Regions from separate parts of the Sus scrofa genome. Here region 2 is linked to region 1. Evidence: chromatin contacts called from public Hi-C data. All regions are on one chromosome and are shown on one strand. Each heading gives the region's core, a stretch centred on a gene start, on an enhancer-like site or on the middle of the called end of the contact. The rest is flanking DNA. Distances are from core to core; before and after follow the strand shown.

Region 1 (2,700 bases), core at 85-2,584:
AGGCGGAGACTGACACTTCAAAACAATAAAGGAAACTGTTTTCATAGTGTTCAGATGAGAAAAGGTGAATGAAAGCAGTCAAGATGTTGACAGGGGTTGTTTCTATTATGAATGATTTTATATTATGACTTATATTTTTCAACAGTCTCTAAATGTCTTTATTTTATAACTGAGAAAACACTGTTTTTAATTTAGAGTATAGTAAAGTTAAACTTTCCCAAATTTTTCTTCTTTCTTTTATTCTTTTATCTTCCTTCCATCTCCACCTATCCCGAAGGTCACAGAGAGCATGTTTTGATTCGCTATTCATTATTCAGGACTCTGGGACCCTGGAGGAAAAGTCCTGGGAGGTTATACTGACACAGAAGTGATAAATTCCATTTCACCATTGATTTTTATAGCTGCTGCATTTCTTTCAGCCTCTTCTTGCCCCAAGCAGCATTAATAATAGATGACATGTCTTCTTCTGAATTTAATGTTTAGTCTGTCGCTGAAGCAGGCCCATGCAACTAACATGTTCTTGTTTTCTTTTTGGCCACACCCTTGCCATGTGAAAGTTCCAGGGCCAGGGATCAAACTCAAGCCAAAGCAGTAACCTGAGCCACAGCAGTAACAATACACAATTCTTAACCTCTGGCCACCAGGGAACTCCAACATGGCTTTTCTTCTGAAATCCTATGTCCTGAAATAGCTCTGAAACATATTTAGTGGTGGGGGGTGTGTAGGCTATCATCAGATGTGCAACTTTAACTGAATGACTTGGATGACTTGGTCCAGGCCTTATGTGAGACTTGGGTGATAGACTCTCTTTTAAACAAAGAAGACACTAAAACACAGAAAGGTTAAGCAACTTGACCAAGGCCATGGAGCTAGTTAGTGGCACAACTGGGGACTGGATTTATACTTAAATTTTCCTATTCCTAGACTATCCTTCTCACTCTGTCTAATCGCCTGCCCATTAATGGGGACAGCCTGGGGAGAAGGTGCTGGGAGGGGATGTGATGGCTGCATGGTGAGCTCATAACAGGCGCAGAGGGGATGAGGGAGGTGGGAGGGTGGAGGATGGAAATCAACAGGGGAGGAAAACAGGGGGTGTGCCAACCCCAGGGCAAGGCTCAAACAATCCAGTCTAATCCAAATCAGGCTGGCAAGCATCTTTGATTGGTCCATCCGGCTGAGTTCTCCAAGCTGTATTCCCTGAACTGTGCCCAGCTGGCAGAATGAAAATCATTTGAAAAATATCCGGAAATTGCTACTCACCAGGGAGCATCTGTGAAAAATACTGGCCACAAATGAGCTGGCAGGGACTCAGTAACTGCCAGGTCACTCTGCCATAGCCAGTTTGTCTGAAGGGGTTCTGCAGTTATTTCCCAGTTGGGCCACTCAGCTGCTGTATGTGGTTGGGCCTTGGGGACTTTTTTTTTTTTTTTTTTTTTTTTACAGTGTTTCTTTTGAAGCAGGAGATGTGCTCTAGAAAAGCTATGGGTAAATCAGAGTTTCGTACCTGGAATCATAGTTTTCAAGTGCACTCATGAATATTCCTGTGGTAACTCTCTAAACTGAAAGATTTTTCACAAATAATTTCCATTTTGTAAATCTGGATTTCTTAATGCAAAATTCATCCAGGGTCATCCTGGTGAAGAAATTCCAGGGCATAGACGTAATCTGCATTTTTGCACAATCATTGCCGGGAATGGTAGTGAGAAGCAGGGTTAGATCATCTTCTCAGTAGACTGGGATCCTAAGATTTGGCAACTTGTCCAGCCTCTGGTCCCAGTGGCTCCTTAGGAAATCACAGCTGGAAAAACCTAGCCGTTCATTTTAGCTCGTCGTTTCTTATGCCTGGTTATTCCCAGGATCCTCCAGTGGTTTTTCTTGTCTCCTACATCCTAATGTCCTCTTCACAATGCTGATGTTCTCAGCAAGATGTAATGCAAATATTTTGCTTTGAGCTCAGAGTCCAGGCTCTTTGATCTTCTTTGGGTATGAGACCACTTGCTGACCCTTCTGGACTGTTTGCTGTTTTCTCTGGTCTTTTCACCTGCTGGGTAGAATCAAGCAGTTCCCCAGAAAAGAGTGTTCTGAATTTTAAGAGAACAGTTGAAATTAAGAGAATAAAATGTGCGCTGACCATTTGTATTAGTCAGAGTTCTCTAGAAAAACAGAACCAACAGGATATAGATGTAGAGAGACGTGTGTGGATATGGGTATGAGGAGAGTATCAGAGGAACTGGCCCATGTGATTACAGAGTCTGAGAAGCTCCACCGTCTACCACCTGTGAGCAGGAGAACCAAGAAAGCCTGTGGGGTGTTGCCATTTAGTCAAAGTCCAAAGGTCTGAGAACCAGGGGAGCCACTGGTATAAGTCTGGGTTGCAGTCCCAGGACCGAAGATCCAGGAGTGCTGATGACTGAGGGTGGAGAAGACAGATGTTCTGGCTCAACACAGACAGCAAATGTGCCCTTCCTCTACTTTCCTGTTCTATTCCTGGCTCAGCAGCTTGGACGATGCCCACCTGCATGGCGAGGGCAATGTTTGTTACTCAGTCCACTGAGTCAAACCCTAATCTCTTCCTGAAACACCCTGACATCATGTTTTATCAGTTATCATGCATCTCTTAGCCCAGGCAGGCTGACACGTGAAAGGAACCATTGTACATCATCCAAATCAAATACACAAACTGCCCTGCTCATGACCGTC
Region 2 (2,700 bases), core at 115-2,614, 260 kb before region 1:
AATATGGGTGCTTTTCTAAAAAGAACACCCCAAATGAAAAAAATATGTTCACATTGGAAAACAATATGTGGATGCCAAATCGTTCAGCCCTGTAATGGATTACAGAAAATATTTTATGTTTGGAGTTGGGGGCAGGGAGTTCTCACAGGAGGAAGGAGTGAGAGAAGGAAAGGGGGGGGGAGGAGAAAAAGCAGATGTGAGTCTGAAAATATTTCAAGTGTGGATAACTGAAATGCCATTTACTTTAAGATTGTTCTGCGAAGTCTTAAAGTGATTGATCAGGCTTTTTAAATGCAGCCAAAAGATTTACAAGCACACAATGAGTGATAAGGCCCCCCAAACAAATAAATAGTAAGACATATTCTCAGATCTGAACTGCCTTTTAAAGCATGTTTTTGCCTGCAAAGAAATATTAAAAATTAGGATAGTTATTTTTAATAATCACACAAACTATTTCACCTATACTATTCACTTCCTCGAGGCAAACAAATTGTCTTGAATTTGTCCTTTTGCTTATTTGGAGGGTTGCCAAATAAAGGAAAAGGTACAGGTTGCCCCATGCAATATTTTGGGACACAGTAACACTAAAACATGATTTGTTACTTTGTTTTCAGATTTAACCTATATCTTGTATTTTACCTGACAGCGCTATTTGTATGTGTATACTCGGTAAAATGAGACTAATTCCAAACTGAAGGTTGAGACATCAGTTCTTTGGGCACAGTGAGGGAAGACCAGCTAAAAACGTTCCAGTGCCACTATCTGAGCACCTGTTCTGAACTCAGGTAACATAAGTGATGCCACTGGAAGATAATCCAGAACAGGATGGCATCCAAAAAAAGGAGATGCGAGGGGAGAGAAGCAGAGCACAGGGAGACAAAACAAAATACCCAGAAAGGAAGGGGGAGTTCCCATAGTGGCTCAGTGGTAGAGGAACCCGACTAGCATCCATGAAGACACAGCTAGATCCCTACCCCGCTCTGCTCAATTCCTGGCCCCGCTCAGTGGGTTAAGGATCTGGCGTTGCTGTGAGCTGTGGTGTAGGTCGCAGACTCGGCTCAGATCCCTGTTGCTGTGGCTCTGGCGTAGGCGGGTGGCTACAGTTCTGATTTGACCCCTAGCCTGGGAACCTCCATATACTGCAGGAGAGGTCCTTAAAAAAAAAAAAAAAGACAGAAAGGAAGGGGATTTGGGGAGAAGTAGGATGACCATAGGGCAAAGGGAAATGAGGTGGGGAAGAATTTTAAACCCCTTGATAGCTTTCACATCTCGATCTTTTGCACTGCCAACCTTGGAATTCCATCCTGTGCTCATTCAAGCGAGTTCGCGAAGGAGTTCCGTTCCTTCCTGCGAAGCGCTCCGGGCTCCCCCCGGTGGCTATTGTGGGTATCGCTCCCCCGGACCCCGTCTCCTTTAGCCCAGACACTTCTCATCTCCCACTTTTCCCTCTGAACGCAACCCATCAGCTTCCTCCTTTCTTCCTTGCCCGCTTTTTCTGACGGCGTATTCATTCAGAGTCTGCTTTCGGTATGGGGCCTCCCAACCGCTCTGGCATCCCCGGAACAGACCACACAGAGCTGGTCATTGTTGCCCCAGTTCTGGGACCACCCGGGTGGGAGAAGGGGCAGCGCGTTGTCGCGGAGGCCGCATGACTGACAGCAGCGTCAGGTCAAGTGCCCAGCGGGCCACCAGGAAGGTCGGCGTGAGGCTCCCTCCCCGTCCCCACTCCCCTTCCAGCGGGAAATGAGCCCATCCTTCAGACACACGCAATTGACAGCGCTAAAACCTCTATTTTTCAACACTCTGTATATAAATAAAAGCTTACCAAAAAAAAGGGGGGGATCTTACTGGGAAAGTGAGACTTCTCAGCTTGGAAAGGGAGTTCTGCTTGGGGTGGAGCAGCGGTGCTGAAGGGGTAAATATGGGAAGCACGTAGACCCCCAAATCCTCACGGTGTAAGATTTTTTAAAAATGTTGGGAGTGTAGCCACTCATCAAACACACACACACACACACACACGCACAAAAGTGTTACTGGAAAATTTTCAGTTTCATTTGTGAGCAGATCTGGGACGACCACGCAGAGGGATCTAGGCTTGCTTCCCCCTCACCTTGGCCACACCCCGACAGGGCTGCCAGGTCCCTCAACTCTAAGGGCGTCTCCAGATCTTCCACAGGCTGACAGCCAGAATCTCAGGTGAGACTGTGGAGGTTGGAGGGTGAGGGGAGTGAGGCGGCAAAATTCAGCTTAGGCTGTGGAAGAGAAGTAAAGTGGTGATTGCAGGAGGAAGTATTTCTTTGAGGTGGATTGATTTTTTTTTTTTTTTTTTTTTGATGGCAGGTCCCTGATTGCTTCCGTATCCAGATATCGGACTCTTCAGGGTGGCCAGGGCTGCTTTGATTGCCCCAGGCTGTGAGCATTTCCCCAATGAGCCGTTGAAAAATAGATGCTTTGTAAAAAGTTAAATTGATCAGTGACTTGCCAATTTTTTAGTCAAAAGAACCTTTTGAGAAATTGATGGAAATTAAAGATTTCTCCCCCAGAAAGAGACAAATGAACAAAACTAAACTTTCTCCACAATTTCAAGGGCTATTTGAACCCACTGAGGTCCTCACGTGGGCCATCTTGGGGTCTGTGAACCATACTTAAGTGCCACCTTCTTCTGGGTGGCTGCCACCTGTCCGCAGAGTCAGATGAAAA

Evidence for each region. Hi-C and Micro-C count contacts between places; a contact is called where the count stands out from the background.
Region 2: a contact with region 1 is called in a Hi-C map of subcutaneous adipose tissue, with 2.5 times the contacts expected there. The contact joins two enhancer-like sites. A contact is called at or near these places in 16 of 47 Hi-C or Micro-C datasets (adipocytes, alveolar macrophages, brain and 10 more) and 1 of 2 datasets of contacts at active chromatin or transcription factors (skeletal muscle).

What each region holds. Positions count from the first base shown.
Region 1 is chr16:21,701,170-21,703,869 of Sscrofa11.1, reverse strand. No RefSeq gene overlaps it. Among named protein-coding and RNA genes, the nearest start is that of RANBP3L, 90 kb to the right of the region's middle. Within about 2 kb of position 1,334, at least 15 of the 83 cell types and tissues checked have an H3K27ac peak or open chromatin away from gene starts, as enhancers often do. A contact at or near this core is called in retroperitoneal adipose tissue and subcutaneous adipose tissue, where this site is marked.
Region 2 is chr16:21,966,160-21,968,859 of Sscrofa11.1, reverse strand. No RefSeq gene overlaps it. Among named protein-coding and RNA genes, the nearest start is that of SLC1A3, 94 kb to the right of the region's middle. Within about 2 kb of position 1,364, at least 13 of the 83 cell types and tissues checked have an H3K27ac peak or open chromatin away from gene starts, as enhancers often do. A contact at or near this core is called in retroperitoneal adipose tissue and subcutaneous adipose tissue, where this site is marked.